Regions from separate parts of the Mus musculus genome. Here regions 1, 3, 4 and 5 are each linked to region 2. A link is a contact called in public HiChIP or PLAC-seq and promoter capture Hi-C data. All regions are on one chromosome and are shown on one strand. Each heading gives the region's core, a stretch centred on a gene start, on an enhancer-like site or on the middle of the called end of the contact. The rest is flanking DNA. Distances are from core to core; before and after follow the strand shown. Region 1 holds the start of Micos13 (mitochondrial contact site and cristae organizing system subunit 13). Region 2 holds the start of Mydgf (myeloid derived growth factor). Region 3 holds the start of Lonp1 (lon peptidase 1, mitochondrial). Region 4 holds the start of Znrf4 (zinc and ring finger 4). Region 5 holds the start of Safb (scaffold attachment factor B).

Region 1 (4,651 bases), core at 809-3,308, 430 kb after region 2:
ACCCCCATAATGCTGGGGCAGGTGGCATCCATTACTTGCTGTGTTCCTTGAGGTACTCCCAGCCCTCCTTGGAGTATTCTCGGGCCTTGGAGGGGGCCACCGACAAGGCTGACATGACTGAGATGATGCCTGCAGAGACAGCACACAGGTGCCATAAGGTCCCCACCTTGCCAGAGCCACTCAGCCAGCCAACCCCTGGGGAGTGCAAGAGCAGTACATGGAGGAGGAATGGGACTAGCCTTTCCTGATGGACAAGTTCCAGTGTGGATCTAAACCACAACCCCTTCCCTATGCTCTGTTTTAAAAGGTTTCATCTCACTAATATATTCCAAGGTTATCCTCAAACTCTCAGTCCTTCTGCCTCAGCTCTTCCCAGTGCTGAGATTATAGGTGTGTATAACAATATCCAGCTTTTCTTTGTGGAGACAAGGTCTCATATATCCCATATGGCCTGGAATTCCCTATGTAGTCAAAGATGACCCTGAAATCCTTCATTCTCTTGCCTGCACTGAGTGCTGAGATGACAGACCTACAAACACCATGCCTGATTTATGGGGTGCTGACGACAGGACCCAGAGCTTTATGCATGCTAGGAAAGATCTTTACCACTGATCTACAACCCCAACCCCTTAGGGTTTTTTTAAGTATTTTGTTTTTCCTATTTTTGAGAAAGGATGTCCCTGTGTAGTCCTGGCTATAGATCAAGCTGGCCTTGAAACTACAATTTTCCTGCCTCGGCCTCCCAAATACTAAAGTCACAATCATGGGCCACCATACCCAGTCCTTTCTACTTAGTTCCATAGGTGATATACAGGCACACAAACAGGAAAACATGGAGGAGTAGAAAGGGTCAATGAGGTAAACAGGGCTGGGAGAGAGGCTGGGGTGCCCAGGCATCCCCCCAAGCAGGGGCATAGGGGCCTACCTGAGTTCCAGGAATCACGGAAGTTTGGAAATTTAATCTTTGGAGGGGTTGGGAGCTGGGAAGAAAGAGGAACACGGGCTGACACGGGAAACAGGTCACAGCCTTGTCTCCCAAACCCAGAAACACAAAACTCCACCAAGCAGGGGTGGAGGAGGCCCCAAGGACACCCAGAAGCAACCTGTAGGCCACCCACTCCCAGCCAAGGTACCTGTGGCATCTCCAGACCTGTCTGCTGGCACACATATTGGCTGAACTGGTACATTGCTGGTGGCACAACCTCCTCGGCCTTCCGCAGGGCAGCCTCACTCTTGTCACTAGGCCCCAGCAGCTCCTGGTCATAAACAAGGTAGACTGCTCCTCCAGCCACACTTCCCTTAATGAGGAACCTTCAGGAATACATGAAGGGAGACGCTGTGGGGGGCAGGATCTCAGAGATCAGACAGTTGATCATTTTTTGTTGTTGTTGTTTTGTTTTTCGAGACAGGGTTTCTGTGTAGCCCTGGCTGTCCTGGAACTCACTCTGTAGACCTGGCTGGCCTCGAACTCAGAAATCCGACTGCCTCTGCCTCCTAAGTGCTGGGATTAAAGGCGTGTGCCACCACTCCCGGCCAGTTGATCATTTCATTTGCCTTTGTGACACGACTTTTAGCAGTAAACGGAGTCTTAAAGAGAGACAGGGTGGGTCATTCGAAACCCTGCAAAGGATAATGGACACTCAAGATCCCTGGTACAAAACCTTCCAGGGTGTCTGGCGGAGCTTCCCCGCAAGTTACTCAAGTCAGCTACGGAGGGAGATGGGCAGGATTGCCTACGCATCTGAATTGCACCTAAGAGTAAATTGAAGCAGTAGGGTGATAAGGGCTGGCTGAAGCCAGTTTCCCTACACAGACCGTGAGAAAGGTCCGTAACAACCGGAAGTGAGCCGTCGCAGGACCCTAAGCCACGAGGCAGAGATGCCTACAGCCCCGAACTTTCTCAGGGCCTCCACGATTGTCCACGCACCTCATTAGCGACCACACTCGAGCCACCATGGTTAGTCTCTCGCTTCACTCGCCGCGCAAGGACAAGTAATTCGCCCGCCGCTTCCGGTTGGTGTCGCTGCTGAGACTCCTGGGAAATGTAGTGGTCGCTGTCAGCCGCAATGGAGTTAGACTCTTGTAGGTCGAGGTCCGTGGCTGCCGCAATTCTTTCTGGGAAATGTATTAGTTAGGCGGAAGACCAAAGAAGGGCTAGGCCGCGAAGGCTCCTGGGAAATGTAGTCTGGAGGCACGACAGAGACGAGCCCTCGGAAGACACTGGTCGGATTCCCCGCGCCCGCGCGGAGAATTGAGTGTCCCCCAGGTGAAGCAAGCCTAAGTGATGGTTACCACGGCAACGCGAGGGCTGGATTGTTCCAGAGAAGCAGGCCTTTGGTTCACGTGAGCGGTTAGGGGTGTGGCTCTAACCTAGGAAGCTTGGAGAGGCTACAGATGGCCTGTGAGATGGACGCTTGCCAAGGTTGTTGACTTGCCAAGGCCAAGGCGCTGGAGGATCCCTGCCGGGTAGAAGTCTTGGGGTCATGTGAGAACGGGTTGGCGGTGGGTGGTCCGGAGTACAAGGAGCCACACTGGGGTGCGAAGTGCCGCAGGAGGGGTTAGCGGCCAAGTGGACATCATGTAGATCCCTGTTCGGTTGCAAGGTGAGCTTGAGCAGATGTGCACCATGGATGCATGGATGCCTTGTAATTGTCTATGGAGACCTATTGTCCTAATTACTTCTCAGTTGTCCTGACAAAGCACCATGGCCAAGGCAACTCAATAGAAGGAAAAGTTTTCTGCTTCCAGTTTCAGAGGACCATGACCATCGTAACGCGGAGCATGACAGCAGGCAAACCGGGATGGCGCTGGAGCAGCAGCTGAGAGCTTACATTGTGGCTCATAAGCTGAAAGAGACTACAGGGTATTGTGTGGGCTTTTGAAACCTTAAAGTCCACACCACTGTCACCCCTGCCCCAAGAAAACTTATCTCCTAATCCTTGCCAAACAGTTCTACCAAATGGGGACCAAGCATTCAAATACATGAAACTGTAGGGGTCATTCCGATTCAACCATACACAAGACCCCCCCCACACACAACTTTATTTCTTTATTACTTATTTTTGTGTTGGGTTTGGTTTGGTTTGCCTTTGGTTGGTTATTGTTTGCTTGCTTGTTTTGAGGCAAGGTTTGTCTAACAGTCCTGGCTGTCCTGGAACTCACTTTGTGGCCCAGGCTGGCCTCGAACTCACAGCTCTGCCTGCATCTGCCTCTTAAGTGTTGGTATTAAAGTGTGTTCCACCATCACCCAGCTTTGTGGGTTTTTTTCTTTTTTAGACGGGGTCTTATTCTTTGTACGTGATTGGTCTGGAACTCATATGGACCAAAGCTGAATTCTCCTGCCTGGGCCTCCTCATTCCTGCTTTTACAGACATGTCCAGTGTCTATGGTGACATTTTCTCCTTTTCACCCAGAACTAAAATAAACCAACCCTCATGACTAAGAATGGGTGAGAGGAGCCTAGAACATGGCAAGGTAGCATGTGGCATTGCCAGTAGCGCTTAGACAGTGTATCTTTGGACCTAAGATTTGAAAGAAGTAAGTTTTAGGGAAGAGCGTCCAAGCAAGAACTCAGCCAGTGCACAGGCCCAGGACCTGGGACAAAGCTGAGCAGACTGGGCAGTTTGGACTGGCTCCTGGAGGACCCTTTAAGGGGCCCAGGGCTTTGTTTTCCCCCCACTCCCAGAATGACCAGAGTGAGTGGTCTGAGGAAGAAGGAAGGATGTTGGCAGCAGGACATCTTCATTATGTCCCACTAAGGCTCACACACGGAAGGCGAGCCTCCCTGTGTGTGGGTGCAGGGCTGGGATGGGGGTAGGAAGTGAGTGTGAGTGGGAGGGAAGAATGGGAGAACTTGAGAGCACTTTCTTCATCCAACTTCCTTATAACTTGTTCCAGACCTGAGGCTGTTTCTTCCCTGGCTAAATGTCAACAGGAATATACCTTTCAGTGTGTGCTTGTTAACAGAAACTGCAGTGATAGAGATACAGCAAAATACTCTGTGTACCTGCAAATATAGGGGGACATTGGAGGATGGCGCCCTGGGCATCAAGAAATACCTACTCCCCATGGGCCAGAGGCTTGCCTCTTGGATACTAGGCCCCGCCCTTGCCCTTCTTGGTCTCTGCCCTCAGCTCCCACTCAAGTTTAGCCTCCCTCCTGCATTCAAGTCCAGCCCCTGCTGTGTTCTACCACCCCACCCCACCCCCACCTTGGTTTGGACAGCAGGTCCTGCTCATTTCCCCTCCCTCTTGCGTAAAAGACCCCGCCCCTGCCCAGATTGGCTCCGCCCCCTCTCCTCCATTCCCTCTTTCTGTCTTAAGCTCCGCCCCTGCCCAGCTTTGCCTCGCCCCGGCTCCTGCTCAAGTTTCCTCTCCCTCCTGTGTTCTAGGACCTATTCCTACCTTCTTTGGACTCTTCTCAGGCCTGATCATCAGCACAGCCACCCTAGGGTACCAGAGTGGACCCTCTTGGCACGCAGGCTGAGGATCCCCACGAGGGCCTTAGCTCCATCCCAGGGTGATGCTACCCACAGGCCCCGCCTATCTGGGTTGGCCCCTCCCACTCTTATCCAAGTACTTGTGCTGCTGACGAGTTTTGCCCTCTGCTCCCTCCAGAGTACTGCATCCTGGTACATCCATGCCCTGCTTCG
Region 2 (4,620 bases), core at 1,619-4,118:
TGTCAGTGCCGCTCTCCTTGTAATAGAAATCGTCACTGTCACACTCTCCTTGAGCTCACTGGGAAACTGGTTCTGGAAGTGGGATCTCAAGGCACTCTCTCCATGGTCTTGGAGGGAGGGATGGCCCAGCCTGGTAATGGGCAGCAACGACAACTGCAGGCATAAGCCACTCCAGGAGCTAACTACAGACTGCTGGAGAGAGGTTCGGGGAACAGGTGCTGCTCGTCCTGGACAGTTTCATCTCAAGCTAGAGTCACAGGAGAGGAGGAGTCCTTAGTTGAGAAAACACCTCCATAAAATCAGACTTTCCACCAGCCTCCAGGACATTTTCTTAATTAGTGATCAGCCTAGCCCACTGTTGGTGGAGCCCTCTCTGAGCTGGTGGCTCTGGGTTCTCTAAGAGAGCAGCCTAAGCAAGCCATGAGGAGTAAGCCAGTAAGCAGCACCCTCATGGGCCTCTGCATCAGCTCCTGCCTCCAGGTTCCTGCCCTGCTTGAGTTCCTTCTATGATGCCAGTGATATGGAGGTGCAGCCTGAATCCACACCCTCCACCCAGCCTGCTTCGGTTATGGTGACTCATCACAGCAGTACTGAGTCTAAGTAGAATACCCAGGCTCAGTCCCCAGCACCCACAGGACAGCTCACAACCACTCAATAACCCAAGCTCCTCTAACATCAGAGAGCCAAACACACGCGCATACACCCACACATCCAACTACATACACGTGCTTAAAAACCCTGCCTAGAGGGGAGAGGATAGGCTGGGAGCTAGGTCCTAGGGGCTTGCCCATGGGCTCTCCAGCTGACTGCCATCTTGCTTCCTCAGATGGTTTCTTCTTATTCACTAACCAAGGATCGGCAGAGATGGCTCGGTGGTTATAGCACTGGCTGCTCTTGCAGAGGACCTGACTTTGATTCCCAGCAACCACATGGTGGCTCACAACTGTAACTCCAGTTCCAGGAGATCCGATGCCCACTTTGGGCCTCTGTGGTCACTGCATGCTGGTTTCTGCTCATTGAGTACTTAACTGAAGATGGTTTTGCTGTCTGTAGCCTCTCCATTTCTTTTCCTTACTTGCTATGTACATAATAAACTCATTCATTCGATGCCACGAGCAGGGCTGTTAACCCTCTCCATGCCATACGCAACGCTCTTGTTCACGGGTGTGTGATATTCCAACTGTTGAGGTGCTGTGTACCCCTGCCCATCCGTGGACACTAAGACACTTCCACTCATTGCTCCTATGGAAAGCTCTGCTCAGAACATGCATGTCCAAGGTTCTGGATACACCAGTATTTCCACTGAATGAACTAACTTGTGTGTGGGACAGGCAGCTAACCTCATAACAGTTCACCTCGATGCCCTGGGTGCTGCTGAGGTATCGGCCCTCTTGCCAGCTTACGGGCTGCCCTGAGGACTGTCCCAGGCTCTGGTGGCTCACTGATTACACATAGACTAAGAGTCAGGGATCAGCACTGTGGGCTGCTGATTCCATTAGGCGGAAGCCAAGGCAACTAGAAGTCCTTCAGGCTCAAGGGACTGGGACTTTAGAGCCTCGGGAGTCTGGCCACTTTCCCTTGACACCAGTCGTGTGACACCCTGAGGAACTTACCTCGTTGGTCCCTCCTTGGGAAGCGTAGGTGAATGTACATGTAAACTTGTTCTGTAGAAGGAGAAATAAAAGGAGGCTGAAGAGCAAAGATCTCAATACTCAGAACCAAGACCCTAGCATACTGGGCATGGTCCTGTATGCACATCATCTCTGGTATCCAGGAGGCTGACGCAGAACTGGGAACTGGGACATAAGCTAGCCTGGGTGACTTAGCAAGGTGCTGTCCCGATGTAAAACAGATCAAAAAGGACTGAGATATACATCAGCCCCTGCCCAGAAGGTCAAGGGTTGAGCCTGTCCAGAATCCAGCAGTGAGGGGTTGGGAGGGTGACTCAGGGGTGGAGTCCCACCTAGAATCCCCTAATGAGGAGCTAGGGATGTGGCTCAGGGGTGGAGCCCCTGCCTAGGGCGGGGCAGAACCCTGGCTCTGCCGATGTGAGACTCTAGGTTCCATCCCTCAGTACACCCTCCAGAGGCCACCAGATCTCTCTCCTCTCAGGAGCTCAGAACTTTGCTCAAATCACTGTGATTTCCTAGGAAGGTCAAATGGCCTTCAGCAATCATCCCTAGAACATCACCTATGAGGTCAGTACTCGGGGCTCCTGTTAGATACAAGCTTGTACTGCTTCCTGCCCACAACACAAACCTGCCAGAAAGCACAGGACTATAGTAATGGTCTCAAGAAATGGTCACTAGGGACACCGCTGTCCCAGAAGCCAAGCTGGGGCGGGCAGAGGCTAGGCTGACTGCTGGCTCGCTGAAAGGAGAGGTGATGGACTCGTGTAAGGCTTGGGGGGTGCTCCCGCTCTAGTCCGGGTTCAGTGAGTAACCCACGTGCGACCTGTATAGCCAGTCCCCTAGATCCGCTGCTCTTATCAACCAGTATTCCCTTTTCTACAATGAGATGGGCAAGGGGAAGTCGCCTTGCAGGTAGGGAGTGACTGACAGAAGACAGACGAGGCAGCCAGGTCCCTTCTTCAGGTAACCCTGCCTCTGCCACTCCACCCGGTCTCCAGGACCACCTGATCGGAAGTCCATAGGCATCGATTCCCGGGCAGGAGGCTTAGCACGTACCCCGGGTCCTACGTCCTGGGAGAACGAATGCACGACCCCTCCGGGCCTCACGTCAAATGGCACGGTGGTGGGCTCGGACACAGCGGCGGCCAATTTCAGCGCTGCGGCCGCCAGGACCACCGCAGTCCAGAAGCCTCCGCTGGGGGCTGCCATCTTGCTTCCGGGGCAATGCGCAGGCGCTCGCGAACGTGGAGTGACACGCGCGGGACACGTCAGCGCCGAACGGTGACAACGTCGCCCCGCCCGATTTGGCTGCCATGGTGGGGCGGGACTCGACTTGGCACGTGATGCACTACAGCGCCTCTGATTGACGCTCGCGGATGCCTGGAGGGCGACTTCGTCTTGGCGCTTGTTTGGGTTGGAGTTTGCAGGTAACTTTTGCCTCCCCCCCGGATATTTTTATATCTCACTTAAATGGGCTCCCGGACTCACTTCAGGACAACATGGGGGTTGACAGTGTTTAATTTTGTTAGATTATCCATTTGTTAATAAATATGGTTTATTTCACTTTTATTTGTCCTATTTTTTTGGTTTTGACGAGACAAGGTCCTGGAAATCTCTCCAGGCTAGCCGGGAACTCAGAGATCTGCCTGACTCTGCCACCTGAGTGCTGAGATTAAGGCGTAGGCCTCCACCACCACCTGTTGATTGTTTTTTGTTTTGTAACATATTTTACATATATGTGTGTGTGTGTGTGTGTGTGTGTGTGTGTGTGTGTGTGTGTGTGTGTGTGTATTAAGGTTTGTTTTTTGTGTTTTTTTTGGTGGGGGGTCTCTGTAGCCCTGGCTGTCCTGGAACTCACTCTGTAGACTAGGTTGGCCTCAAACTCAGAAATCCACCTCCCTCTGCCTCCCAAGTGCTGGGATTAAAGGTGTGCGACACCACTTCCCGGCATATTTTTCAAAAATATTTTATTGTGAGGGCTGCGGTGATGGCTCAGCAATTAAGAGCACTGGCTGTTCTATAGAGGACCAAGATTTGAAGCCCAGCACCCACATGGTGCTTTACAACTTTAACTCCATTTCCAAGAGATCCGATGTCTTCTTCTGGCCTCTGCAGGTACCAGGTATGCATGTGGTACACAGACAGACATGAAAATAATATAATAATAGCAATACTTTAAAAGTGAATTCTTCCGGTTTTGCAGCTTCCTATAGGTCACAGGTGTTGCTATGCTGTTACCGGACCTAGAGCATGCCTGGCCAGCCCTCTGCTGCTGAATAATTTTCCCATCTTTCCACTGGCCAGCGAGATGGAATAGTGAGTAAAGGGCTTGCAGCCATGACTTCAGCCCTGGTCACTAGATGGTGGTAGAACTGACTCCTAAAAGCTGTTCTCACTACATGTGAATTGGGGCAAGCAGCCTTGCACAACAGAAAATAAGTATCTTAAAATTAGACTCTACGGCTAAGTGATCCTCTATCTAGTTACAAGTACCTCATTTCCTCTCAAATGGCTGCTGATGCCACCTTAGCCTGCCCCATCCCAGTCCTCCTGTAGTCCCTGAGCGGTGCACCACAAAAGCCATCAGAGTAGTGGCGGGGTCCTCCTTTCCACCCCAGCCTATGGGCTGCTGCAGTAAAGTGTCCCACAAGTGCTGTCAAAAGTGGCAGCACCAGTGACATCTCAGCCTGCAGCCCTCACAGGAGCTGTCCACAGTGGCTCATCTCCTCCCCAGCCTACCCCACCCCCAGCAGTCCCACAGAGATGTCGCTTCAGCAAAAGCTGGCTGCAGCCAGAAAGGACTTTCCACCCTTAGCCATGGGCCTGATGCAGGGAAAGGGGGTGGGAAAAAAAAAAGCCACCAATCGCTGAGCAGGAAAACCCACTAGTCCCTTGAGATTCCCATTAAAAAAAAAAAAAAAAAAAAAAGCCCACCAATCACTGAGCCTCCCCTGAGCTCAGCACTGGAAATTCCACCAATCCTCAACCT
Region 3 (4,575 bases), core at 1,274-3,773, 440 kb after region 2:
AGGTATACCACTGGGGTGGGCTTTGAGGTTTCTCTCTGCCTTCAAGCTGTGGATCAGATGCAAGCTCTCAGCAACTACTCCAGTGCCATGTCTGCCTGCCACTGCACTCCCCACTTTGATGTTCTTAAACTATAAACAAGCCCCAAGTAAAAACTTTTATTTTAAAAGTTGCCTTGGTCATAGTGTCTCCTCACAGCAACTCATGCTGGCCTTGGATAACCCTGAATTCCTGATCGGAAGATTCCTCCTTCTACCCTCTGAGCATTCGGATGACAGGTGTTTGACTCTACATCCGGTCTGTGTGAGCCTCGTGCATGATAAGCAAACAGTCTACACAGAACCCTAACCAGCCTGCAGAGCCAAAGACAGCACATGAGTCTGATGGCTGTAGACCAAAAGCTGAGTTTTGCACCAAAAAACAAAAAAAAAATAAAAAAACAACTATTCACTAGCTCCCAGGTAAGTGTTCTGTGATGGGTCTCAGCATCTTTTTCTCCCTGACTCTGGTCATTTTATGAGGTGATACCAACAGGAAAGCACACACCACTGTCTCAACACCACACCCTTGACAGCTAGCTCCCAATGGCACATTGGGTTCACTTGGAAGAAGCATCTCTTTGTTCTTGCCCCAGCACACATTTGTCTCCACAGTAGGGTTAAGGAACCAGGTGTGGGCAGCCCTGGTCTGAGAAGCCCTGAGAATAAAGAGGATACAGAATGGGCCTCCAGAGCAGTTCTACACTACTAGAGCCTGCCAGGCATAACAAGTCCTATGAGCATCACGGTATGAGGAAACCCCCTCCAAGCAGCAAACAGCAGAGACTTATAACTCAGTCACTCAGGACCAGATGAGGCACTTCTTACCCAAAAGCTAAAGAGATGGAAGATCTGGAGCTAAAGCCAACTTCAACTACACAGCAACTAGAAGGGCAGCCTGAGCTACATGAGATCCTGCCTCAACCAAAACCAAAATAGCCTTTACATACAGTTTGTGTGAGTTCCACAAGAGTTCTCTGATTCCAAGACAGGAACTGCTATTATGTCCATTTCCCAGGTGAGGAAAACTAAGGCCCTGGGGAGCAACTTGTAGATAGGTGATGATGCCGTGTTACCCTACAGAAGTTATCTGGCAAATGTGTGTGTCCTTCTACCAGACAGACAACGTGAGATGGGCCTTGGAAGCATGGGAGTGGAGGTAGGTGGAGGAGCTCGCTTTAACCCTCCCCACATCTGTGCTGATACACTTCCCTTCAAGGGTTGGCAGGGCAAAGAGAATGGAGGGGGCCTGCGGGTGATGTGGCTGTGACTCACTGTATGACCTTGCTAGTAGGTTAACTGATAACCACTGCTCTCTGTGAACTCAAGACATAGGGGAATAGATGGCAGATTGAAAATTCCCCTTTAAAAGTCTCTGCTTTCTGTTGATTTCATCATCCTGTTCTCCCTCCCTCTTCATGGCCAGCTAATTTGAAAGGATCAGATGGGATCAGCTTCCTGCAGTGGAATTTTCCTCCCTTAGTTAAAAGGCTGTTTGAAGTTTCTTTCTTTTTAGGGGTAAATACCAGGAAGATGTCAGGGACAGTGTCAGGGAAAAAAAAAAAATCCTGTCCCTTTTTTTTTTTTGGTAAACCACTCAGACTCCAGTAATTCCGGCCTTTCTCCTACTCCTACAATGTAATACCTAAAGCCTGTAACTTTGTATCCCCACAACTATGCCCGATACATTACGCGGGTAATTAAGGGTGTGAAAAAGGAGAATGTCTCAAGACAAAAGATACATAAGGCTGTCTCAATGAATAAACTCTACACCATTGAACAAGGCTGAGAAGGCGTTACAAAACTTTCACCAGGATGGAAGCGAAATAACTATACTCTGTTGCTAGTCGGCCTGGGATTTCTACACTCACTATCTCGGGTCCTGAAGGACCAGAAAAAGGGAAGAATTTGTGTCCAAGTGAGCCACCAAGGACTGTGGTATCCTCTTGCCTCAGAGTGGTGCGATGACAAGCAGGAGTGCGGTTCCAAAAGTTTCTTAGACGCGAGGGAGCTGAGAGACCACTCGGTCCCGCTAGCAGAGCAGGGGAGCGGGGGCTCTGGTTACCTCCACGATCTTGATAAAGCGCGGGAACACAGGGTTGCGGGTGATGGCGATGAGCGGCAGGTGAGGAAACACATCCGGGACGGTCATGGGCGCGAGCGCTGTGACGACCGGGCCTTCCCCGGTGCTCGCCGTGGCCCCGTCCTCCGCACCGCCCTCGGAGGTCTCGTCGCTGCCACCGCGGTTGCCCGAGTCCCACAGCCCCCGCCACTGGACCCCGCCGGGAAGAACGCGGCCGCCCCAGGGAGCTGACATGTCGCAGGCCCGACATCCTCGGCGCAGCCACGACCCGGACGCGCTCGGGACCCGGCCTCCGGTGACAGCCAGCAGCGGCCGCCGCAGAACCCAGCACCGCGCAGCGGCCCAGAGCCGCACGTAGCCTGTGCTCGCCGCCATGGAACAGCCATACTGACGGCGCACCGCACTTACGTCATCTCTGCTCGCCCCCCGTTTGCGCACGTGATGACGCTCGCGTGCTTCGGGCTGGAGAGGCGGAGCTTGAATAAGGTGAGTGAGTGGGCGTGGTCAGAGGGAGACTGGGTTTGGGGATGGGAGGGCGGAGTAGGGGCGTGGTTCAAGGCTCAGAGCGGGGCTTGGAGTTGGACGGCAAGGGGGCGTGGCCCGATGAAGGATGTTCTAGAGAGGACTTTGAGGATCTGGATGAAAAAGTGAGAGGTGTAGTAAGCTTGAGGAAACATGACGGAGAAAGCAGGACTGGTGTGTGGTCCGAATGGGGGGCGCTCCACCAGGCAGGGATTGGAGGAACTGGAATCAGGGATATGGCCGAAGGCGGGCTCAAAGGTCGGGGCTTGACATAGGGGCGTGGCCAGAGCGGTGACTCCAGACTGGAGCTTGTGCGGAGGGGGCGGGGGGCATCGCTCTAGGAAGGGGGCCTGGAAGAAGCGTGGCCCCTCCCAGTTCCTACAACTACTGGTTTGTCCTGTCCAAGCTGTACCTTAGTACTGCGTTCTGTTTTTCTACTGCCATCAAAAAGGTTTTACAGGGTAAATTCTGTGTTCTGAAGGCATCGGAAGAAAAGTACAGCGCACCCCTCCTTTAACTTTAGTCTTTTCAGCGTTCTTTGTTGATACACAACAACAGGTTTTACTACATCTCCCTACGCAGTTGGTGGCATCTTCACTCCACACTGGAGGAGGCGTGCTTGGAGGGCTTTTGCCTCTCGTATAGTATGCATGCTAAAGGCCGTGCGCAGGTGCGCCTGCTCAGCGTTGCCTTTGTTGTCAGTGGTCCGTGAGGCACTTACCAAAACACTGAAGCTTCCAGGACACGTCCCAAGAGACCCGTGTGCATGCTCCGGCTCCACAAAGCAGGGAGTGGATTGATGCATGCCCAAAGCTCTGCTTCCACACCCACGTGTGCTCATGCTAGTGCTGTGGTGACCTCCTTGAAGTTTGGGCATGCTTTGGATTTTGACTTATGGATCTGGGAACCTGGGTGTAATTTTCAGGTTTGAAATGTGCGAGCTCTGCTTCCATATTGCGCATGCCCACTCCTTCCAGTTTCCTCTGCGTAGACCTAACCGGGCTTTTGTCCGACACGTCCAAAAGGTCCTGCTAGTGGCCTTCTTACCTGGTGCGCGTGCCCAGACAAGAGGCGGGTAGGAGAGAAGCGGCCTAACCTCACGCATGCTCAGACACTTTCTCAAGCTTGGCGGTTGAAGAGCAGTGTTAGCTGTGGAGAACCAGGCAAGATGCTGGTGTTGATGCTAGCAGCAGCAGTGGCCACCATGGTCAGGGCTCACACACTGTGCCGGTACAACTGCCTAACTGGGTTGGATTGCTGCTGGGAGGTTTTTTTTTTTTTTAAATGATATTTCAATTTTATTTTTTTTATTTATATGAATACACTGTAGCTGTCTTCAGACGCACCAGAAGAGGCCATTAAATCCCATTACAGATGGTTGTGAGCCACCATGTGGTTGCTGGGAATTGAACTCAGGACCACTGGAAGAGCAGTCAGTGCTCTTAACCACTGAGCCATCTCTCCAGCCCTGCTGGGAGGTTTATGACAGGAGGAATGGGGCTGGTTCTTGTTGGAGCCCAGGCATACCCTCCAGCCCAATTGTAGAAATCAAATTTGGCATATCTCTCCCAAGCAAATCACTAAAATCCATTTCTGGGTGTGGAGCCAGGGCTTTGGACATGCGTCAAACCTAAGTTCCTTGTGCAGTCTGCAATCTGTCCCACCATCCATCCCTACCTGGCTCAGCAGCAGTGCCATGGGCTGTTGAGGCTGAGTGCATGTTGGGAAGTATGCTGTGCTTAGTGCCATGGTGAGCAGTGTCTCTGATCGCTAACATGCAAGTATGTCTCTGTATGCCCTCCTCCTTCCCACTTTTCTCCCCGGAGGTCACCAGCCTGAGGGGACAAAAGGGGCAGAGGTGGAGAGGAGGGTTCAGACAGCCATGAATATGGACAAAATGATCTCTGGAGACTACTGCAGTGGGATGTCTGCTG
Region 4 (4,332 bases), core at 606-3,105, 330 kb after region 2:
GAAACCCCCACTTACAAAAAAGGGAACCCCGTGTGCACTTATCAAGCGCCTGCTGTATGTAGAGGCCACTGCACATCCCCAGCCTCCAAGGACAGTGGCCTTGTCCACCGTAGGGGCTTCTTCATCACTCCTGACAACTGGGCAGTTAGTCACTTAGTCAACAAATGCTGAACGCTCACCGAGGTCTTTGCACATACTGAAAATCAGAGTCATCCTTAGACTAGTGGGGCAGGTATCGCTGCCGAGCCCGTTTAACAGATGGGAAAACTAAGGCTCAGAGGCGCGAGACAGTGTGGACCGTCTGGCCTGAGTCGCAAGCCCCTGGGGCAGGACGGGTGCGGGAGTGTGGGAGTTGAAAACGAGACTGGACAAACACTGGACGGCGCGGGGCGTAGTTATGCTGGCCCCCAGCGTGGCCATGCTGGGGGAGGGGGGCAGGGCTATGCTGAGGCGAGGTTTGGACTGGGCAAGGCTATGCTGGGGTCGGGAGAAGATGGCGTGATTGTGTTGTGGTGGGCAGGCGGGGTCTGCTTCGTGGGCGAGGTTTGGCATGGCTACACAGAGGCCGTGTCCAGCTCCACTGGTTCCTTCAACGCAGTGCAGGAAAGCGGGAAACTATCCAGATTCAAACACGCTTTATTGGGCACCCCCAACCTCCCCTGCCTGGTTTCCGCCCTTCCCGCGTCAGTTGGGGTCAGGAGAGCTCGGAAGTCGCTTCTGACTGCGCCACGTTCTCCGCCACCCCCAGAGACGTGGTGCTGCTGCAGCGACGGCAGGGGACTGTCCGGGCTAGCAGCTCGAGCCTGCGGGAGCGCAGCCGGGCCTGGATGGCCCAGATGGGCGGGCGGTGTCCGGGGAGGGGTGGTTCCTCGCCGCCTACGCTGCCGTCCGTGGAACCGTCGTGAGTGCTGGCCACTGACTGTTTGCACAGGGGGCATGAACGCTGCGCGGCGCGCGAGAACCAGGGGTCGATGCAGCGACAGTGGTACGCATGTGCGCAAGGCAGGATCTTGAGCCGTTCCCCCTCCTCGTAGTCGTCCAGGCAGATGGCGCACAGGTCGCTGAGGCGCGTGAACGTGCGCACCTGTGCCTTCTGGCATGTCTGCGTCTTCACCGCGGTGCCCCGGCTACCCAAGCCCCGGACCCACGGCCACAGCTGCCGCAGCACGAACAGCGTAGATGCGGCCAGGGCCAGGGCTCGGGCGAGCGCCCAGGATGCAACCACTACAGGGTGACACTCGGGGTCGGGGCAGGGTTCCGCGTGAGGCAGCAGCACGCGGGCTGGCTGGTCGCAGCGTACGGTCACCTCCAAGTCCTCAAACTCGCGCAGCTGCCCTGGGGCCTCAGGGCCCACTGAGGCTGCTGTGGCTCCAGCTCTCTGTGCTCGCCGCCCTGTTTGCTCCCAGGAGCAGCCCAGGGGCCGGACCAGCACTAGTGGGTCCAGTGAGTGGTTGTCGGGCCAGGGGCCCTCGATGGCGTGGCAGGCGTCGGCCGGCCGGGCCACCAGCAGGTATCCGCGTGCCCTCTTGGGGTCCACAGGAACCCCAAGCAGCGCCGGGAGGTCCAAGAAGTCCACAGAGCTCAAGTTAACCTGAGCGTCCGTGGGCGACAGGGACAGGACCAGCCAGAAAGTCACCAGGGCCACTGGGGCTACCCGGGTCCACGCAAACCGCGCCATGGCAGTCCCTACCTCCGGCTCCCGAGCTCCGATGAGTCCCTGGTGGGACGGTACTGAAGCCCCTCGGGCATCTCCGGAGCCACGCGGGGATCCCGTGGCCGGGTGGGAGCGGCGCCTACTGTGGCCGAACTCGGGGGCCTCAAGCGGAAGAGGCTCCCGGCGACAGTTCAGCCCACATGATGTCCAGGAGACAAGTTCTGAGGATGACACCTCGGGGTTCTGGACGCTTCCGACCTTTATGACGTCATTGTCATAAATCCCTTTGGCTGTTGCAGACTGGTGGCTGGTGGAGCATTACTTGATCCCTGACTTAGGTCATTCCCAGAGGAGCCCAGGTCATTCGCCTCATTTGATGTCAGTTCATGAACAGGGAAACTGAGTCTAACTTGGCATCTGAGCACAACAGTAGACTTCAGGCATAGGATTCCCGTTGACAGAGCAGCCTCTCACCACCCCAGGGAAGCAGAATGCTGTTGCTCCCGTCAGCTGTGGGCTTGTGGCGTGGCCATACGGACTCGGGGCTCCGATTGGCTGGGCTCATCTCAGTATGCCTACCCCAGAGGACAAATAAAACTCAAGAAGAGATAGGAACTTGTATTTTGGTAAGGGGATCCACCCTCCCAAAACTCACACAGACTGAGGAACTCCCTTCCCCTCCCCAACCTGATACCATGGAGATACCTGGATCCATTCTCTCCTGTCTGGACAGGTCCTCATCATGTGCAGTGTCATTTTGTAGCTCTGAACTGTGGATGCAGTAACAATTGAGGACTATTATGCTAGTGAGGAGATCAAGGAAACAACTACAAGGATTCTTTGCCTTCCTTGAACTAGATGCCTGGCATCTTGCTCAGTGCCATCTCTGTATCTCTACTGTGCCACCCTCAGAAAGGCCTTGCCCCCTCTGAACCTTGCTCCCCAATTCCTTGTGGCCAATCAGGGCTCTCGTATTGTTTGGTGTGACTAGTGCTCCCGCCATAATCAGCTGTGACTGAAGTTCAGAGGCAGGGACATGCGCTGTCTCTGCTTGGGTGCAAAGGAAGTGGGACTCAGTTCTTTTCCAGCATCACTGTCCTTCGGATTCCCAGGTCAGTCCCCAGACTATGACTAAAGACCTGACATGGTCTGGTTAGAGGGAAGGTCCTGGTTTTGCTGGGTTATTGTTCTCTGTTTTCTTTCTTTCTTCCTTTCTCTCTCTCTCTCTCTCTCTCTCTCTCTCTCTCTCTCTCTTTCCTTCTTTCTTTCTTTCTTTCTTTCTTTCCTCCTTTCTTTCTTTCTTTCTTTCTTTTTTTTTTTTTTTTGGTTTTTTGGTTTTTTGGTTTTTCGAGACAGGGTTTCTCTGTGTAGCCCTGGCTGTCTTTGAACTCACTTTGTAGACCAAGCTGGCCTCAAACTCAGAAATCTGCCTGCCTCTGCCTCCTGAGTGCTGGGATTAAAGGCGTGTGCCACCACACCCGGCTCTCTGTTTTCTTGAGACAAGTGCTCATCATGTAGCCCAGGCTGGCCTGGAATTCATGGAGATCCTCCTGCCTCTGCCTCCCTAGTGCCGGGTTTTCTCTGGCTCACACATCACAAAGGTTTGGGATGACTCAGGCTCCACCACAGGAGGACATATGGAGCACCAAATGCATATCAGGCCCAAGGCCTGCTCCATGACCCCTGTCAGTCACTCTGTCCTTGCCATCTCTCTGGATGCTGTAACCCAGGTGACCATGAACCCAAAGCATCCTCTTGCCTCACACTCCTGCAGACCTATGGAAGCTGAGACTGATCCTGGAGCCTCTGGCCTCCCCCAACCTCCCTTTCTGAGACAGGGCTTTGCTGATTGGCTGGGCTGCCCTAAAGGCCAGGGACCTCAGATCTGGGTTTGGGTTCTGGGGATTCAAACCCAGGTCCCAGCACTTGCTGTGTGCCAGGACATGTGGGCGCTCACAGACTTCAGATAAAACAAATTGCTCCTGGGAACATAGTCAGGCTACCTGATCCTCCCCCACCCCCACCCCCACCCCCATTGCTCATCACCAGGGGGCTTCAACCTCACATGTTATTAGGCACCTACAGTTTGCAGACATGTAGGCCCAGAGGACCAGTAGCCACAACAGTTACCAAGAGGCAACAGAAACAGGTCCCCAGAGAGGAAGAACATGGAGATGATGAGAAATGGAGGCAGAAATCTGCAGAGGGACTGAGTCCTGGGTGAAGACAAATTGTTAGAGCCTCAATTGAGACACTCAGGAAGTGTGAAGATGTAGAAAGGTCCTGGGATATTCAGCCCACCAGTACCAAAAGGGCAGTGAATCTCTTGCATTCCAGCACTGGGAGAGTGGAGGCAGGAGGATTGCTCTGAGTTCTAGACCAGTCTGGACTGCAGATGAAGACCCTGTGAAAGAAAAATCAGGTAACTTCCTGGTGAAGTGGGAACACAGCTGCTTGGCTATCTGGCTGTCCAGCTGGGGTCCGTGTGGTGAGGGGAAGGGGTACCCACAACCTGAGTGTTAGTTCCTCTAAGTTTAGAATTATTTCACAACAAAACATTTTAAATCCAGAAATTTTAGAAAAAACAAAAACTGTGGAGGTGGGAGAGGGTGGGAACAGACAGACACAGAATGGAATGCGGAGGGCAGAGAACGTGGCAATCATAGAGAAAAATATCC
Region 5 (4,730 bases), core at 1,746-4,245, 400 kb after region 2:
CAATGCTGCCCACTGATCTGATATGCTTGCGGCAGGTCAGGCAAGTGTCTGCAACACAAGCAGCCAGGGTTATACTAGGTCTCCAGGTTAGTGCTTTTTAAAAAATGATTATGGCTGTCTCTGTGAGCACAGTTAGACATATGTGCGCCTCAGTGTGAATGTGGATGTCAGAGATCAACTTTTGGGAGCCAGTTGTTTCTGGTCTCAAGGATCAAACAACTCTCAGATTCAGGAGCTTCTACCTTCGGTAGCTGAGCCTTTTCACTAGCCCTCAGTTATTGGTTTGTTTGGGGCAGTGGTGTTTGGGGATTAAAGGCATGCACCACCATATCTGGCCCTTAAGAGTCTCATGTAGCCAGGCCAACCTGGAATTGGCCATTCTCTTGCCTCAGCCTAGAATGCTGATGAAAAGCTGTCCTCGAAGCCACTGGTAAAACCTGACTTCAGGGCAATGGGCAGATGGCTCAGCTGGCAAAAACATTTCTTGTTTTGAGCTTGGGGGCCTGGGCTCAATCCCAGCACCCGTGAAGAGCTGGGCATGAGGGTACTTATAATCCTAGTGCTGGGGTTTGAAGATGGAGGACACTGGTCCTCACAGGTCAGCAGCCCAGCCAAATCACTATGTAGACAGATGGATCAGCGGTTAAGAAAGAGCACTAACTGCTGTCATACAGGATGGGCTTCAGCTCCCAGGAATCACATGGAGACTGGTAACCATTCCTGACTCCAGTTCTAAGGGGTCCAAGACCTGCTTCTGACCTCTGTGGGCACCAAACACATGTGCATTCACATGCAGGCAAGCGCGCACACAAACACACACACACACACACACACACACAAAATAAACCTTAAGACAAAAACAAAACCTAAGGTGGACACAATGTGACACTATGGCTGTCCCACACACATGCACATCTAAGTATGCATATTACACATACACAGAGCAGAGCAGACACCCATTCCCCAGGCCCAGCGTCAAGCACAGGCAGTTAAGTACCTTTGGTGTTTCTCTTTACAGCCCTCTTGCTCACAGCTCCCCAGCTGATTCCAACCTCCTCAGGTTCTTGTCCTTCCTCCTTAAATGCCTGATGGGAAAGAGTATGAAGTTTTAAATAAAGTTATCTTTTAGGAGGGGTTGACACAAAGTGTTCTTTAAGAAGCAACTTTGCAGTTGCAAGTGTTCACAATCTAGCTTAAGACCACATTTAGCAGCCAGCTCCCCTTCCCTGCTCAAGACCCAAAACCTAGAGAAAGGGAAGCTGAAAGCTTGGGTTGCAGAGTCACTGTCAGCAGGTTGTGGTCATACATGACCTGGCAGCTTGTAGCCCTAGATGTAATCCCCAACCCAAGACAAAAAAATAGAATAAAATCCAAGTATTAACCCCAAATCAGGGTTGGTGACCGCTCATCTTGTGTGCTCTTTCATCAAACACAGGGATGATGGTAGGAAACCTGTCCTTGATTCAGGCAGGGCAAAGAGCTGAATGGGGCGCTCAAAAGGCCTCCCATAACAAAGCAAACCTTTAATTCCAGCATTTTGGAAGTGAAAAGGGGGGGCAGGAGACCAAGAGCTGAAGTCTAGTCTGGGTTTCACAGCAAGTCCAAGGCCACACTGGGCCACAGTAGCTCTCCAAAAAAAGTTTTGCGTGGGAGGGGAGGCGCTGATTTTTGATAAGGAAAAACAACATAGACCGAAGAAGAAAGCGCTGGCCAATTTTCCCTCAAAGTATTCTGGCGCCTTCTACTTGCAGCCAATCAGGAGTCCCTAACCCTCAAGGACCCTGTTCCACAGAGGCAAGCTTGTGTCAAGCGCTGAAGGGCAGTAGACAAGACTTCTTGTCTAGGGGGAGGAAAGTGACATCTTACGCTGACTCGAGATGACAACTAGGCTCCAAGACCAGGGAAGCGCGAGGGGACCGGACCTGGGAGCGAACATGGTCTGTGCAGAGACACTGGGCACCGCCAACAGTGGGGTTGACTGATAGATTCCCCAGAAGAGTAAAACTAGGGTGGCGGAAAAGACAGCTGCAGGTGCAAGGTCATCATGGAGACGTGCCCAGAGCCACCCGATTACTCAACAAGGCCCGGCTTCCTGCAAATCCCGGGGCAAGTGGGAGGCGAGACACAGAGAGGGGCAGCGACTAGTAAAGGTCACACAGCCTCGGCTGCTTCGGTAACTGACAGCACAGACCGAAGTCGGGGGGGGGGGCTCGGGGTGGGAAGGCCGGCCCGAGTCTGCGCGGGCAGTTACGTGCCCGGGTCCACGGCGCCACTCGGGTTCCCTCACCTTCCTCAGCCGCTCCATCAGCACGCTCTTGTTGCCTCCCGTATCCAGGTTCCGCTTTTTCAGCTCCGCCCTCAGGTCGATCACCCGCAGGTCGCTGAGCCGCCGCGTCCCACTCTCCGAGGCGCCCGGACCAAAGGCGGGGTCGCCCGACCCGGTCCCGGGTTCCGCCATCCTCGCTTCCGCGACTTCCCAACTCGCTCCGGAACCCCCTCCACTCGCTGGCACCAGCTGTGGCGGCTCGGAGGTAGTACAAAATGGCGCTGCCGAAGAGGAAAACGCACTCGCTTCCTCCCGCCTCCCTTTGCGGCTGCGCAGGCGCACAGCTCTGACGCACCTCCTAGGTCGCACGCCAAAGCAGTCTCGAGCCTCGCGGGTACAAGTGCACATGCGCAACCGGTCGTAAGCCCCCCCTCCCCCCCCCCCCCCCGGCCCCGTCGCCACCCTCTTTTTAATGCGCACGCGCACCGCCTCGCTACGCTCACTGACCCCCGTTTGCCTCTCGCAGCGTTGCCCGGCTGCGCACGCCACCGCTCTACGGCCAGCGCTCCGACAGTGATGCGCAGGCGCACGACCTGTAGCACGCATGCGTCTTGGTCCGCGGCCAAGCGCGAGCCGGCGAGGCGCGCCTACGTCGTCTCTGCCGCCGCGCACACTGCGCTTGGGTAAAGGCGTCTGAGAGCGTAGGGCTCGCGCCGGCGGCGCCTGCGCAGTGTCGAGGTGCGCCTCCGGGGAGGCTGAAGCGGTTCCCTCTCAGGCGGCGCCATTTTGTGGTAAGAGGGCCGAGATTCAAAAAAATAATAATAATAACAAATCAAAAAAAAAACACACTCACGCAAACCCACTGACCCGGTTCTGTGTGAAGTGGGCGACGGAACCAGGGTCCCTGGAATGGCGGAGACTCTGTCGGGTTTAGGAGACGCGAGTGCGGCGGGCGCGGCGGCCGTGAGCTCCGCGGCGTCAGAGACCGGGACGCGGCGGCTCAGCGACCTGCGGGTGATCGACCTGCGGGCGGAGCTGAAGAAGCGGAACCTCGACTCGAGCGGCAACAAGAGCGTGCTGATGGAGCGGCTGAAGAAGGTGAGGTTCGCGGGGGGGAACCCCATGGTCGCCATGGCGACACCCACCGCCGGGCCCGGAGTGGCCCGTTGGCCTTCGCGCTGGGCGCTAATACTGGGGCTCCGCGGGCGCCGGGTGCAAGGATTCGAATCTCGACGCCCCCAGCGATGCGACCAGAGGGAAATAACACCACGAACGGGTTCGGGGGATCGATGACACCGCGTTCCCTGTACTGCTTAGTCCCAACCCCAAAGGGGGATGAAGGGGACTCGGCCAAGGTCATCCAGTGGGGTCAGCTTGTGGCGGGATTCGATCCCAAGTCCCTTTTCGGCCCCCGAGGCAGAACAGGTGGTTTTTGTTTCTTTTCTTTTCTTTTAATCTGGGAAGACACAGTGACGTTGGGGGCAGGGGTGGTGGAGATGAAACATGAGAAACTCTCAGAGTTCGCAGACAGCCGGAGGATGTAGGTAGCCCAGGGAGACAAAAAACAAAAACAAAGCGGAAAAATAAATTGTTTCTAATTCTTTGCTAGAACTAAGCTAGGGGAAGATACGAGATGGAAGGAAAGAACGTTTTTTTCTGTTGATAAAGGTAAGTCAGATGTGAGTTCAAGGCCAACCTGGGCTGTAGAGGAGTTCCAAACCAACCTGAATATTAGAGTTCAGGGCTAGCTAAGCCTTTTTCAAAGTATAAAGTAGGTCCAAGAGCTACTCATTTGGTAGTGTGCTACTCATTTGGTATTGTGCTTACCTTGCATGCACAAAACCCTAAGTTTTATCCCAAATACTTCCTAAGGCCGGGAGTGGTGGAGGCAGAAGGATCCTAAGTTTGAGGCCATCTTGGGATGCGTGAAAGCCTTTCTGTAAAACATAGTAGGTTTTTGTTTTGTCTCTTTTTTTTTTTAAAAAAAAAGGGGTTGGACACATAGATCAGAGGTAACATGCTTGCCCAATATTGCAGAGGCCCTTGGAACCATCTGCCACACAACTGCTATAACACTCCATTCTGTGTGGTCAGGTGGGAGTCGGAGGATTTAGTTCCAGCCTCAAACTGAGCCCCCTGAGAAAGAGGCTCATTTCTATTGCCTTCCTTTGTGGCCTAGATTCTCTGTCAGGAAGACCTTTAACCTCTTCTGAGTGTCCTCAGATCAAGGCAGTAGTAGCTTGCCTTCAGGGTAGGGTAGGCATTGCTTGGCTTGCAGTCTAGTCCAGGTAAACAAGCTCAGTCTCCACAGGGCCCCCTTTTGGCTTTTGTAGTTGTTTACTCCACCTTAGAAAGCAGACTTTGTTTGTGTTACACCTTGAAAAGCTGTCCCCTCTAGCTTTCAGACATTGTCATCTGCCCAGTCATCCCTTGCACAAGGAACTGGAGATTTAACCCTCCTAGA

Evidence for each region. Promoter capture Hi-C pulls out the DNA fragments that hold promoters and counts their contacts. HiChIP or PLAC-seq counts read pairs in DNA pulled down with a chosen protein or histone mark. Capture Hi-C pulls out chosen DNA fragments and counts their contacts.
Region 1: a promoter capture Hi-C map of neural stem cells shows a contact between it and region 2. The contact joins the promoter of Micos13 here to the promoter of Mydgf in region 2. A contact is called at or near these places in 8 of 39 promoter capture datasets (the C10 cell line, cranial neural crest, embryonic stem cells and 4 more), 8 of 115 datasets of contacts at active chromatin or transcription factors (astrocytes, double positive thymocytes, effector CD8 T cells and 5 more) and 3 of 9 other capture datasets (adipose tissue, liver and macrophages).
Region 3: a contact with region 2 is called in a promoter capture Hi-C map of liver. The contact joins the promoter of Lonp1 here to the promoter of Mydgf in region 2. A contact is called at or near these places in 11 of 39 promoter capture datasets (the C10 cell line, the HPC-7 cell line, cranial neural crest and 6 more), 2 of 484 Hi-C or Micro-C datasets (the C10 cell line and CD4 T cells), 7 of 115 datasets of contacts at active chromatin or transcription factors (astrocytes, double positive thymocytes, effector CD8 T cells and 4 more) and 1 of 9 other capture datasets (liver).
Region 4: a contact with region 2 is called in an H3K27ac HiChIP or PLAC-seq map of embryonic stem cells, with 7 read pairs. The contact joins the promoter of Znrf4 here to the promoter of Mydgf in region 2. A contact is called at or near these places in 2 of 39 promoter capture datasets (embryonic stem cells and maxillary cranial neural crest), 3 of 484 Hi-C or Micro-C datasets (embryonic stem cells, granulocyte-monocyte progenitors and uterus), 5 of 115 datasets of contacts at active chromatin or transcription factors (embryonic stem cells, large pre-B cells, memory CD8 T cells and 2 more) and 1 of 9 other capture datasets (pancreatic islet).
Region 5: a contact with region 2 is called in a promoter capture Hi-C map of embryonic stem cells. The contact joins the promoter of Safb here to the promoter of Mydgf in region 2. A contact is called at or near these places in 15 of 39 promoter capture datasets (the 3T3-L1 cell line, 3T3-L1-derived adipocytes, the C10 cell line and 10 more), 4 of 484 Hi-C or Micro-C datasets (B cells, CD4 T cells, muscle stem cells and 1 more), 12 of 115 datasets of contacts at active chromatin or transcription factors (astrocytes, bone marrow-derived macrophages, cardiomyocytes and 9 more) and 1 of 9 other capture datasets (adipose tissue).

The regions. Positions count from the first base shown.
Region 1 is chr17:56,607,713-56,612,363 of GRCm38.p6, forward strand. Micos13 (mitochondrial contact site and cristae organizing system subunit 13) reads right to left here and starts at 2,059. Exons shown (of 4, transcript NM_153152.4): 1 at 1,928-2,059; 2 at 1,134-1,311; 3 at 926-980; 4 at 1-129. The coding sequence starts at 1,956. The coding sequence ends at 32. It also overlaps a transcript of Rpl36 not described here.
Region 2 is chr17:56,181,052-56,185,671 of GRCm38.p6, forward strand. It overlaps Mydgf (myeloid derived growth factor), which reads right to left and starts at 2,869. Exons shown (of 6, transcript NM_080837.2): 1 at 2,688-2,869; 2 at 1,614-1,664. The coding sequence starts at 2,840. It also overlaps a transcript of Tnfaip8l1 not described here.
Region 3 is chr17:56,624,380-56,628,954 of GRCm38.p6, forward strand. Lonp1 (lon peptidase 1, mitochondrial) reads right to left here and starts at 2,524. Exons shown (of 18, transcript NM_028782.2): 1 at 2,102-2,524. The coding sequence starts at 2,494. It overlaps Catsperd (cation channel sperm associated auxiliary subunit delta), which reads left to right and starts at 3,764. Exons shown (of 22, transcript NM_175350.3): 1 at 3,764-3,871. The coding sequence starts at 3,810.
Region 4 is chr17:56,510,628-56,514,959 of GRCm38.p6, forward strand. Znrf4 (zinc and ring finger 4) reads right to left here and starts at 1,856. Exons shown (of 1, transcript NM_011483.2): 1 at 621-1,856. The coding sequence starts at 1,678. The coding sequence ends at 695.
Region 5 is chr17:56,581,987-56,586,716 of GRCm38.p6, forward strand. Safb (scaffold attachment factor B) reads left to right here and starts at 2,996. Exons shown (of 21, transcript NM_001163300.1): 1 at 2,996-3,364. The coding sequence starts at 3,176. It overlaps Safb2 (scaffold attachment factor B2), which reads right to left and starts at 2,599. Exons shown (of 21, transcript NM_001029979.3): 1 at 2,288-2,599; 2 at 998-1,085. The coding sequence starts at 2,458.